Regions from separate parts of the Callithrix jacchus genome. Here region 2 is linked to region 1. A link is a contact called in public Hi-C data. All regions are on one chromosome and are shown on one strand. The core of a region is the stretch at or near the end of the contact, and the rest is flanking DNA. Distances in the headings are between cores, read along the strand shown.

Evidence for each region. A called contact is a pair of places that touch in the nucleus more often than the background predicts.
Region 2: a Hi-C map of induced pluripotent stem cells shows a contact between it and region 1, with 5 times the contacts expected there. The contact joins the enhancer-like site here to the promoter of MED11 in region 1. A contact is called at or near these places in 3 of 3 Hi-C or Micro-C datasets (induced pluripotent stem cells and skeletal muscle).

The regions. Positions count from the first base shown.
Region 1 is chr5:106,290,149-106,297,008 of calJac240_pri, reverse strand. It overlaps MED11 (mediator complex subunit 11), which reads right to left and starts at 3,944. Exons shown (of 2, transcript XM_035301003.3): 1 at 3,465-3,944; 2 at 1,580-2,195. The coding sequence starts at 3,806. The coding sequence ends at 2,058. It overlaps CXCL16 (C-X-C motif chemokine ligand 16), which reads left to right. Exons shown (of 8, transcript XR_008481611.2): 7 at 1,636-1,721; 8 at 1,868-2,334.
Region 2 is chr5:106,459,028-106,465,023 of calJac240_pri, reverse strand. MINK1 (misshapen like kinase 1) reads right to left here. Exons shown (of 31, transcript XM_078374034.1): 16 at 5,824-5,996; 17 at 5,324-5,409; 18 at 4,797-4,909; 19 at 4,474-4,562; 20 at 3,959-4,122; 21 at 3,498-3,600; 22 at 3,281-3,418; 23 at 2,968-3,076; 24 at 2,401-2,568; 25 at 2,151-2,294; 26 at 1,805-1,939; 27 at 1,514-1,614; 28 at 1,275-1,424; 29 at 1,031-1,190; 2 more. The coding sequence ends at 402. Among named protein-coding and RNA genes, the nearest start is that of CHRNE, 15 kb to the left of the region's middle. Within about 2 kb of position 4,048, at least 3 of the 16 cell types and tissues checked have an H3K27ac peak or open chromatin away from gene starts, as enhancers often do.

The sequences.
Region 1 (6,860 bases), core at 2,695-5,194:
TACTATAAAATCTGCTTTTTATACTGGGTGATAATAACTTGGACAAATTCTATATGTATGTTTCTTCAGCTTTTTGTTTTTTTGAGACAAAGTTTCACTCTTGTTGCCCAGGCTGGAGTGCAATGGTGCGATTTTGGCTCACTGCAACCTCTGCCTCCCAGGTTCAAGTGATTCTCCTGCCTCAGCCTCCCAAACAGCTGGTGAGGAGGGAGACCCAGGCATTTGGGATTCCCTCACCCTCTGTCATCCACTGTGCATCTCAATAAAAGAGAGAGCAGGCCAGCTAGTGCCTCCTGAATCTCCTTCCTGAAAACAACAGGCTAAACCTTGGGGAAACTCTCAAGGTTTTTACTTAAAACAAGATCAAACCAGAAACCTTTTCACATGTGAGTCCTAAAACTATAAACTGGAACCCGTTCATATGTGATTCCTAAAATTGTAAACAGAGACCTTTTCACATGTGAGTCCTAAAACTGTAAACCGGAACCCTTTCATATGTGATTCCTGAAACTGTATACGAGACCTTTTTACATTTGAATCCTAAAACTGTAAACCGGAACCCTTTCATATATAATTCCTGAAACTGTAAACTAAAACCTTTTCACATGTGAGTCCTAAAAATATGAACCTAAGATTCTTCCACGGGTAACATCTAAAGTATAAGCCTATATAAAGGCTGAACCTCCCTTTGTTAGACAAGCTTAGCTGTTAGGCACCTATGCCACCTTGCTCCCAGCTGAAATAAATTCCTTCCTCCTGTATTCAGTGTTCGAGAGATCCTTTCCCGCGGCTGCTACTGCTACACTGGGATTACAGGCTTGTGCCACCGTGCCCAGCTTATTTTTTGTGTTTTTAATAGAGAGGAGGTTTCACCGTGTTAGCCAGGATACTCTTGATCTCCTGACTTAGTGATCCGCCTGCCTTGGCCTCCCAAAGTGCTGAGATTACAGGTGTGAGCCCCCGCCTGTGTATTTTTTTTTTTGAGATGGAATCTTGCTCTGTCTCCCAGTCTGGAGTGCAGTGGTACAATCTTGGCTCACTACAACCTCCACCTCCTGGGTTCAAGCGATTCCTGTACTTCAGCCTCCCAAGTAGCTGGGATTACATGTGCCTGCCACTCCACCCGGCTAATTTTTGTATTTTTAGTAGAGGCAGGGTTTCACCATGTTGGCCAGGTTGGTATCGCACTCCTGACCTCAAGTGATCCGCCTGCCTCAGCCTCCCAAAGTGCTGGGATTACAGCCGTGAGCCACCGTGCCTGACCCTATGTGTTTAACTACTAAAAATTATTTTTATAATGATTGAGTCTTCTTTACAGAGACAACTGGCCTCAGGCCCTTGCACACCCACCATGATTCCTGGGTTCAGTTTCTTTGCGATGGCTCCCCCTCACCCCAACTCTCCCACTATACCAGTTGTTCCTCCTCCACCTCAGCCTTCTTCTGCTTCCTTTACTAGCCCTGCAATGAAGGCCTGGGATTTCCCACCCTCCCTCCTTAGCAGGTGCAGTGCTGGGATGCCATCTGGGCTGGTTTTACTTCCTCAGTCCCTTGCATACCCCAGTAAGACTCTGATCTTCTTTTTATTGTTGTTGCTTTTATTATTAAACTCTAGTTCTTATTTTGTCTCTCCCAGTGAAGAAGAATGTTATCTTCCTTAGGCCAAGTCTGCGTGAAGCCTGAGGCAGAAGCATGAAGTGTTTGAGGAAGTGGGTTGGATGTGTGAGTTTCCATCTCTGTTCAAGCCTGTCAGGGTGTTGGTGGAGTGCAGGGCAGGAGCACTCTGCTGGAGAGGCCAGGGCATAGCTCTGGGCAGGCTCGGGCTTCAGTTTTTCCATGCCCACCATTTGCTCCTTTGTCTTTGACAGAGTTTCACGAAGTTGGCCAGGCTAGTCTCGAACTCCCGACCTCATGTGATCTTCCAGCCTTGGCCTCCCCAAGTGTACTTTGACCAGCAGGGCATGTAGGTGCCCATGCTCCCTATCCTACATGTTCCCAGGTTCTGTCCCATGGTGCAGGCGATGGTCTCCCTCTGAGTTCTGGATCCACCTCCCTGGCCTAGTTCTCCAGCATCTGCTCACAGGTTCGAGCCACATCACTGAGCTTGAGGCGGGCATAGTCTACTCGCTTCAGAGCCATCTGACAGTCCTTCCTTGAAGAGTAGCTGGAGCCCTCATGGGGCTGCCCTGTGGCCACCTACAAGACAGACTATCAATGGAGCACCATCTCCTTTGCCCTTACTCCAACCAGGCATCAGGTCTCGTCTCATTTCTTTCCTGAGTTTGAATTTGTTATGCCGGATGGTAGCTGGATAAATAAATCATTTAACTTATGCTAATCTTCTCTGTAAAATGGGGGTGATGATAACTGCTTATTAGAGTTGTTGAGGATTAGATAAAATAATGCAGAGTATCTGGCACACCGTAAATATTAGTAAATGGCAGTGGTCCTTGTGACAACCTCATAATGTTCTCAATCCTGTCCCTCTTCTCAGGACAGAAGATCTGGGGGCCAAGTGATAGAAGTGCTGGGGGCCAGCCTCACGCCTGTAATCCCAGCACTTTGGGAGGCCGAGGCGGGCAGATCAGAAGGTCAGGAGATTGAGACCATCCTGGCTAACACGGTGAAACCCTGTTGCCCAGAGATGTTGACCATCTCTGGGCAACAGAGCGAGACTCAGTCTTAAAAAAAAAAAGTAACTGGGACCTCATGCCCTTGAAGGTCAAGCTAAATTTCCAATGACAAAGTTCTGTAGTTCTAGTATTATTTACAAGCCTTCACCCAGGCACATGTGATGTTACCCAGTGAGGTATGCAGGGCTGCCTTTAATTCTTTCTTTTCATTTTTATTTTTTTGAGACAGAGTTTTTGCTCTGTTGCCCAGACTGGAGTACAATGGCATGATCTTGGCTAACTGCAACCTCTACCTCCTGGGTTCAAGTGATTCTCCTTCCTCAGCCTCCCGAGTAGCTGGGACTATAGGTGCCTGCCACCACACCCAGCTTTTCTTTTCTTTTCTTTTTTATTCTTTTGAGACAGAGTCGCACTCTGTTGCCCAGGCTGGAGTGCAATGGTGCAATTTTGGCTCACTGAAACCTCTGCCTCTCGGGTTCAAGTGATTCTCCTACCTCAGCTTCCCAGATAGCTGGGACTACAGGCGCCCGCCACCACGCCCAGCTAATTTTTTTTATTTTTAGTAGAGACAGAGTTTCACCATGTTGGCCAGGCTGGTCTCGAACTCTTGATCTCAGGTCATCCACCCACCTTGGCCTCCCAAAGTGCTAGGATTACAGGTATGAGCCACCGCGCCCGGCCACTTCTTTCCTTTTAAAGGAAGAAACCGGCTCTGGACGGCCGGCTGGGAAGGTTTGGTCCTGCCTAGTTAATGCTCCATCCGGGATCACCTAAGGCTGAGGCTTTGACCCAGAGCTGGGGTCCGCTCGCAGCACCTCCCAGACACACCCACCTGGGTGAGGTAGCGAATCTGAGCTGACAGCTCCGCCTCCACGTGTTGCACTGAAGCGGTGAAGGCCGCCGCCTGCCGGTCTAGAAGCCGCTCGTTGGTTTTTTCCTTGGACAACTCTAGGATCACTGTACCTGCCAGGGCGGAGAGGGGGCGAGGACACCCGGAGACAGCCAGTGTAGCCCCGCCCCAGGGCCAGCCCTTCTCAGTCCCGCCCTTTAGCTGCGCACGCACGTAGGAGAATTCCCTCCCCAACCCTGCTGCAAGTTCCCGGTCAGCCTGTGGGTGCAGCTCGGCCTCGTTTTCGCTCCCCGCCGTCCGGGTTGTCGCATCCCAAACCTGCATTCTGAAGGATGGCGCCGATTTCCCGTTCGATGTCTTCCAGGGCGCGTAGTCGCTCGTTCGCCAGGCTGTAGGTAGCCATTATCACTCCGGGAATCCTCAGAAGTTTCCCTTGAGAAACGCAGCGCTTGTTCCGGAACTGACTATCGGTGTGCGCCTGCGCAGGGGGCACCGTGCAGCGAGCACTACAATTCCCAGGGTGCTCAGCGCAGCCTCGCCCTCTCTGTCCACCTGGCGAACTACAACTCCCAGGATCCACTGCGCCTTAGCCACGGGACCACCTGTAGTCAGAGGTGTCAATGAAATATCTTCTTGCCCGAGGCCATTTAGACCTGTCCACCTTCTTAACACCGTCTGTGGCCTCTATTTTGTTTATTCTACACGAGTTTATTTATTTCTTTCTTTATTTTTTTTTTGAGACGGAATTTCGCTCTTGTTACCCAGGCTGGAGTGCAATGGAGCGATCTCGGCTCACCGCAACCTCCGCCTCCTGGGTTCAAGCAATACTCCTGCCTCAGCCTCCCGATATTTCGTTATTTATGAGACAGAGTCTCACTGTCTCCCAGGCTGGAGTGCAATGGTACGATCTCGCTCACTGCAACCTCCACCTCCTTGATTCAAGCGGTTCTCCTGCCTCATCCTCCCGAGTAGCTGGGATCACAGGCGCGCGCCACCACGCCTGGCTAATTTTTGTATTTTTAGTAGAGACGGGGTTTCACCGTATTGTCCAGGCTGGTCTTGACTCCTGACCTCAAGTTACCCGCCCGCCTTGGCCTCCCAAAGTGCTGGAATTACAGATGTGAGCTGAATCTTAAAGGTTAACTACGTGGATGACAGCTTGTAGTGGAAAAGAGAGACGGCATAGGCAAAGAGGTATGGTGCTGTGACGGGCCCCCACACATGTGGAGTCCAGCAAGGAATTCCGTCTGTCTGGATTGAATAGTGCGTGGTGGTGGTGGTTAGGTGTGACAATGGTGAGGCTGGGGGTAGGAGCTGAATGAGGAAAAGGCTTGCAAGCTAAGTATTTTGGGCTTGAATCTGAAGGCCTTTGGTAGGCTTTAAAGGGTTTTTATGAAGTGTTATGACCAGAATTACCTTTTTTAGAAAGATCACTTGTAACAGTTTATACAAGATTATCAAGAATGAAACCAGTTTGCCCAAAGTTAGGAAATGAAGGTTAGACACGGTTAAACTGAATGTTCTAGCCTGGGCTATGTAGTGAGATACTGTCTTTACAAAAGGATTTTGGGGCTGGGCATGGTGGCTTAAACTGTAATTTCAGTTCTATGGGAGGCTGAGGCAGAAGGATTGCTTGAGCTAAGGACTTTGAGACCAGCTGGGTAATATAGTGAGACCCCGTCTCTCTCTTTTTTTTTTTACTTTTGAGAGGGAGTCTTTCTTACTTTGTCGTCCAGGCTGGAGTGCAGTGGCACGATCTCGGCTCACTGCAACCTCTGCCTCCTGGGTTCAAACAATTCTCCTGCCTCATCCTCCCAAGTAGCTGGGATTACAGGTGCCTGAAACCACGTCTGGCTAATTTTTGTATTTTAGTGGAGACAGGGTTTCACTATGTAGGTCAAGCTTGTTCAAAACTCCTGACCACAAATGATCTGCCCACCTTGGCCTCCCAGAGTGCTAGGATGACAGGTGTAGGTACCGCGTCCAGCCTTTGACCCCATCTTTTACATTTAAAAAATAAAAATATAAGCCGGGCGCAGTGGCTCATGCCTGTAATCCCAGCACTTTGGGAGGCTGAGGTCAGGAGTTCGAGACCAGCCTGACCAATATGGTGAAACCCCATTTTAAAAAATAAATCAATAAAAATAAAAATATAAGAAACATTTTAAAAATTAGCCAGGCTTGTTGGCTGATGCCTGTATTCCCAGCTTCTTGGGAGGCTGAGATGGTAGGATTTCTTGAGTCTGCAGTGAGCCATTGATTGTGCCACTGCACTCTAGCTTGGGTGACAGAGCAAGACCCTGTCTCAAAAAGCAAAAAACTACCATCCTGGTCAACATAGTAAAATCACGTCTCTACTAAAAATAAAAATAAAAAATTAGCTGGGCCTGGTCGTGCATGCCTGTAATCCCAGCTACTCAGGAGGCTGAGGCAGGAGAATCACTTGAACCAGGGAGTTGGAGGTTGCAGTGAGCCAAGATCACGCCACTGCACTCCAGCCTGGGCGACAAGAGTGAGACTCCATCTCAAAAAAAAAAAAAAAATTAAAAGACAAAAAACAAAAAACTTGATGGGTCTGGCATTTTAATTAATTCTTCCCTAAATCCTAATAAAATAACAGTAAAGTTGCTTTTTTTTTTTTTTTTTTTTCAATTTTATTTTTTGAGGCAAAGCCTCACTCTGCTGCCCAGGCTGGAATGCTGTGACTCAATCATGGGTCACTGCAGCCTCAAACTCCCAGAAAGGGAGAGGAGTTAATAGCGAAACTTTAGACAGATGCTGGAAAACAGACTGATTTTGCCATGAAGTAGTAACTAAGCCAGCAGCAAAGAAAGCTTACAAGCAACCTGATTTACCCTGAAATTAATAGCATCATGTACAACTGGGGCAAAAGTGGTACTAAAATTAGGATTATTTGAAGTGAGACTCCAGATCTCTTTATTGACTCTGTATATCTTGGCAACTGATCTCCCCCAACCCATCAGAATACTGGAGGTTTCTTTGTTGGAAATGGAAAACAAGTTTTTAGCTTAGAGAACACCTGGGTACAGTTGAGGGCAAGAGTACTGCATTGAAAACACAGATGAAGTGAAAGTTTAGGGCCAGGCAAGTTGACTCATGCCTGTAATTCTAGCACTTTTGGAGGCTGAGTCTTGAGCCTAGGAGACCAGCCGGGGAAACATAGTGGGACCCCACCTCTACAAAACATACAAAAATAGTCCCAGCTCCTTGGGGAGGGTTGAGGTGGGAAGATTGCTTGAGCCTGGGAGTTTAAGAGTGCAGGAGTCCTGATCATGCCACTGCACTCCAGCCTGAGTGACAGAATGAGACCCTGTATCAAAAGAGAAAAAGAAAAAAAAGGCCGGGCTCGGTGGCTGA
Region 2 (5,996 bases), core at 2,799-5,298, 170 kb before region 1:
GTACATTCAAGGGGGGAGCCGGCTCCCCTGACGTGCAAATAAAGGGGTCCAGGGCCCTGCCCAGTCAGCAGCAGTGGGGTAAGGGGTTCAACCCCCAAGCACTCTCCTCTTAAATGGAGAAAAGGAGGGAGGGGCCAGGCCCACTCAATTCCTGGTAAGGGGTAGCTGTGTCCCTCCCCAGAAGATGGGGGCAGGCACAGTTCTGGGAAGAGGACATGTTGGGGAAGAGGATGGTCACTTGATCACAAAGCATCAGGGATCAGAGGTCACGTTCCCAGCAGGCTCCAGTGAATCAAACCAGTAAAAGCAAAAGCCCAGGGAGAGGAAAGAGGAGCGGCCCAGGAAGCCTGGCTGCAGGGGGAGCTGGGTCCAGTGTCAGGCAGCCCCAGCCTAGGGCCCCGTCACCAGTTCATGATGCAGTTACGGTTCAGAGTCATGAAGTAAACTTGGCTGCTGCCCCCAGAGCGGACTGAGGCAAAAAACACCTGGCGGGGGCAGGAGGAGAAGTGACCAAGTGTCAACTGGGAGAGGGGAAGAAGCGGGGGCAGAAGAGGTGAGGGAGAGGGGCTGCAGGATAAGAGTGCCCTCTCCTGGAGGAACAGGCCAGATGTTATGGGACAGGATGCACTACCCACCCCCTGGGCGCTAGCTGTAAAGTCCTCAGGAGCTGCAAAGAGCGCAGGGCTGTGGGAGGGAGTGATTGCTCTCCTCCAAGCTCCCAGAGAGGTCTGCTTGCAGGAAGATACCACCACCATCCTCTCCCCCAGAACTCTGCCCAGGAGCCCAAGGGCTTTCAGAGGGAAAGGGCCTCTCACCTTGTCATTCCGCTCACACAGGAACTTGAGCCTCTGGGCTCGTTTGTGCATGAAGACCCCGTCCAGGTGTCCTGTCTCCACAGAGCGGATCTCAATGGCTTTCTCACCCCAGCCCATTATCTGGTTGGAGCAGATGTAGGCTGTGGGGAACACAAGTGAGGGGTTGAGCAGGGACCACCCCAGGGACATGTAGCTTGGGGGCAGGGCTCACTCACCCACAGAGGTGGGCATCTCTCCCCACTGCAGCACCACATCCTTGATGATCCGCCCGTACGTGTTGACGTAGACACCCTCGTCCTCATAGCACAGCAGCATCTCCATGCCGTCGGTGTTGGGGAGGAAGATGATGGCATGGGGCGTGATCTGGCTCTGGATCTGGGGAGGAGGAGGTGGGCTCGAGTCTCACGGCTGGCGCCCAGACTAGGCCATCCCACTCCCTAGCAGCCCCGCCAGGCTCACATGCACAGGGATGTAGATGTCATAGCTGTTCCCCGAGTCGACATCCACGGCATGGAAGCCAGCACTGGAGCCATAGATGACCTTGAGCCGCTGCCCCTCCTCCACTGTCAGGTCGACCAGCAGAGGGCGGTGAGGGAGGTCGGCAAAGGACTGTGGGCAATCGGAGGAAAGGAGGGCTCAGGGGCAGAGGGAGAGGCACTGGGACTGGGAATGGGGTTGGGGGCTGAGGCTGGGATTACCTTGAAGGCCATGAATTTGTGGTAGGGTTTCGGGGCCCAGGCATACACCTCCACGGAGCTCTTGAGGGCGATGACCAAGAACTTAATCCGCTCATATTTCACTGGGGGCAGGAGAAAAAGATGCTGAGACTTCCCTTCTTGGACCTGGGGCACCTCCCTGTGTCTGTCACTAGACTGCCCCACCCAGGCCCCAAGTCCCTGGCTGTCAGGTTTTCTCAGCCATTTGACCCAGGCCCATTTCTCTATCTTCATGACAAGGGTTCACTGGCCACACTGTTGTGGCATCCTCACCAACACGGTAGTGGCCGCAGCCCTCCATGTCCCCAACAGTGGTCCAGCCCTGCTTCTTCTCCACTTCTGGGTCGTTGTGCAGAATCTTGTTCCGGAGCCAGGACAGGTAATACACCCGCAGTTTGTTCCTTTTCCCTGAGGGAAGGACGGACATACACACATCCCCATTCTTAGCTGAGGCCCGGCTGCCACCGCCCCACCCTCCTGTCTGCATACCACAAGGGGTGAGAAAGTGTGGCCCCACCTTCCAGCACCTGGACCAAGGCTGCCCTCCTCCCAGGCAGAAGGTGGTGACAGCGCCAAGGAGCTGAGTCCCTCCTCCCTCCCCCACTGGCCAGCCCTGTACCTGAGATGGTGATGAGCAGGTTGAGCCCCTCCAGCACATCCATTTGCTGGAAGCGTCGCCGCCCAATGAGTCCATACACCTTGCCCTGTCCGCTTCGGTCCAGCAACATCAGCCCATTCTCCGTGCCCACCAGCAGGTTGACCCCTGCAATAGGAGCCCTTGGTAGGTCAGAGGCTCAGCCAGGCCCTCATTTAACCAGGAGCATGGAAGCCACGCCAGACCCCTTTTAGCTACCCTTGGCCTGGCTTACCCCAAAGGGCTGCACAGAGAATCTCGGAGTTGAATCGCTTCTTGTACTTCCGGATCTCAGGGGTTTCACTGTGGGCCCGGGTGTTGGTGGGATTCACGTTGACCACAGAACCCTTCCTCACGTCGTACTGCAGCTGGTCGAGCCGAGTGCCCTCTCCACCCACTAGGGCTGCCAGAAGGAGGAGGCGGAAGGAGGAGCTGCAGCTTCTCACCCCAGCTCTTTTTCCCTCTATCCCCTCTATCAGGTCTTGGCACCTCATAATATGCAGAAAGGAGAGAGATGGGAGGATGGGGAGTTGCATAGGAGGGGGATAGAGCACAGGCCTTGGAGTCAAAAGCCCTGTCTCAGGTCCCAGTTCTATCCCTCATTAGCTTTGTGCCTTTGCCCAGGTCCCTTGGCTATTTTAGGCATTTCCTCTCCTGTGGAGGCGTCACAAAAGCCTTTCCTTACCTCTGTGCCTGGGCAGGAGCTAGGACTCAAGGGAGAGGTCCTGTGCCTATGCTTTATGAGGCTGCGTCTCAAGACCACCTCTGCTCCCCCCAGGTTGCCCCTGGACCCCATCCTCACCTGTGACGGGGATGGTGTCCCCACTGCCTCCAGGCTGGTAGATCCCAAGATCCACAAACATCGTGAATGAGCTCTTGCCAGGGGCCTTTACCAGCCCACGAGACTGGTACTGTGGTTGCGGGGGAAGTAGTCAGACAAACAAGTGCAAGTCCAGCTTCGGCCCTGCACCCACTGCTCTTCCCAGGCCCCAGCTCCCCAACTGGCACCCCCGCTGGCCAGTTCCCAGTGCTCCACCCCATCCTCCCCCAGACCCGGATCTCCTGCCCACCACCAGGGGTCTTCTCTCCGACGGACCTGCCTCAGGCCCACTTACGTCACTGCTCCCATCCTTTGAGGGCGGGCTTTGGCCTTTGCTGTTCTCGGTGGGGGAGTGGCTGGGCTGGACCACATCAGGCAGGTTTGTGTACCCGTTGCTGTCAGCATGCAGCAGGCTCCGCTCCTCTTCAGGGGTCTACAGAACAGAAAGCAGGGTCGGCACGGGGCTGAGGATGACATACAGGTACAGGGCAGGGGAGCAGAGGCTCACTCACACGCTGGACCACCATGGTGCCGCCCCCATACGGGGGCTGGGTCCCGGTGATCTCCTCAACATCGTGGACCACCATGGTGCTGATGCTGTCTGTATCCCCATCGCTGCTGTGAGAAAAGAAGGTGGGGTTCCTTTAGGTCCTGCTCACCATGGAAGTGCCAAAGGCAGCAGATGGCAGCCAGAGCCCAGGCTTTTTCTCTATTCAAAACAGCCTGCTCCACTGTGAGGTGCTTCCCTGCAGGGCACGCAGGGCAGGCTAGCACAGGGGCAGATAGGCACCTGAAGAGGCCACCCCACAACCCACATGACAGTGGGAGAGAGAAGGAACCTGCACCCTCAGCCCACTCTCTAGAGAAGGGAGCCACTCTCCCTCAGACGTGCCCCAAAGCCCCACCTCTCCCCAAACCACTTCCTGCCCTCCCTGTGGCTTGGAGCAGGAGGGCCCCACCCCTGATGCCGTACCGGCCCCCAGGGGTGTCTCTGCTCCCCTCTGATGGCTCGCCTTCGCCCTCCTCCTCATCCTCCTCACTGCTCTCCACCTCCTCGCTGGATGATGAGTAGTCCATGGCTTTCTTGGGAGGCCGAGGGGCCTCGTCCAGGGTCCGTTCTTTCAGCAACACGAAGTCCTGCAGGGAGGAGCCACGTGAGGGGCAGGGAGAAGGTGGGCCTGGGTGGAGGCAGACAAAGGGTGCTGGGAGACCCTTGCAGGGCCACAGGAGGGGCTCCCACAAGCAGGCCCATCTCACTAACCTCACCAATTGCTCGCTTATAGCTCTGGGAGGGGCCGCAAGGGAAGAAGGGCAGCCAGGAGAAAGGTTAGGAGAGAGGTTAGAAAAGGTTAGTAGTGTGAGAAGCACCAGGCCCTCCATCCCCACAGCCCTTCTCAGTAGGTCAGTGGAGAACCCACCCCTGATGCCATCCTGCTGCTAAGCCCCAAAGTGGGATGAGGCAGGCCATGCCTGCACCAGGTGACTCACTGCGGGCCGGCCTGGCCGAGAACGGTGGTCATCAGGCTTGGCTTTATTCCCAGGGGAGAGCACTGGGGAGCTGTCCAGTTTGGAGGAGGCTGGACACAGCAGGGTGGAAGAAGAAAGGTCATGAATACCTGGACAAGGGATGGCCTCAAGCCCACACCTGGGCTGACCCTTCGGCCCTGAGCCCCAGAACTCAGACCCAAGTTCCATACCCACCCAGGTCCTCCCTGTCCCTGTTGGTGTCCCAGTCCAAAGCCACCACAGGCAGGGTCCATCCTGATAAGACTCCAGGCCCAGAGCCTGCTGCCTGGCCCTGGCTAACGTACCTCCCACACGGTTCCGCTCCAGTGAGCCAGCCTGGGGGAGGTGCCCGTGAGAGGCTGGGAGGACGCTGTCTGAGCGTTCCCAGCCAGGGTCGCTCCTCCTGAGGTCAGGGTTACTGTTGGGGGAGCAGAGTTAGGGTCAGGGAGGCAGGGTGCTCCCCTCTCTGGGGTGCTGAGCTGCACTGCAGAGGGAGCCATCACCAGGGTAGCAGGTGGAAGAAGTGAGAGGTGGGAGTGAGTCGGGGGACAACTCCATTACCTAGAGGCGTTGGGCGGGCCAGGGGGCTGAGCAGGGGGCCCTGGAGGCTTGGGGGTGCCTCGCTCTGCCCGCCTTTGCAGATAGATTTGCCAGGCGGAGTTGCTGCGAGGTCTGTGAAGGGAGCACAGGGGCGACGAGGGGGCGGGGGGGCTGAGGTGATGGGGCTGGGGCTTGCCCACCCCTAGGCGGTTAGGCCGGTAAAGTCCCTGTGCCCCCTACTCCCTACGCTGCCCTCAGACCTCACCCAGGCGCTGCCCTACCCAGGCATTACCTGGCACGGACTGCCTGGGCTGGCCGGGAGCCTCCAGCCCCACTGGTGTTAAGGGCAGTGGCGATAGATGAGGTCCTCTGAGGCACCTGTGGAGAGAAGTCCGAGTGCTGCAATGGGCACTTCACAGACATTCAAGCCTCACCTCTGGAAGGTGTGCTTCCCCACTCTTATGGGTGAGAAAACTGACGCTCAGAGACGCTAACAAATACGTCCAAGGTGATGAAGCTGGGAGATGGTGGAGCTGCAATTCTGACTCAGAATTATCTGCTCCTTGTGCTTCCAAAACACCCTAGGTGTTTCTCCATTCCTACACTCCCCACGGGGATCGATGCCACACAGCCACGTGCCTCCTCTGCTGCGTGGCTGACTCCTGCAGGGTGGTGCCTTTGTGTCCTCTCCCTCCCCACCCTGCACTCCTCCTCTGTGTGGCCTAGCCCACTCCCCTCCTCCTTTCATGACCAGTCCTCTGCTTTGCCCTGGTCCCACAGGGCTGTCCTTACCTTGGGTGGGGCCTCATTATCTGGGCGGACCCAGGCTGGGGGGTTCGGGCTGGGGCCAGGTCCTTCAGAGGTAGGGTCTGAATTCTGGCGGATGACAGCTCCTCGGGCACTGGGTGTGGCAGTGGGTGCAGGGATGGCAGGGTCGGGGTCATGGGAGGCTGGGAAGGCAGCCA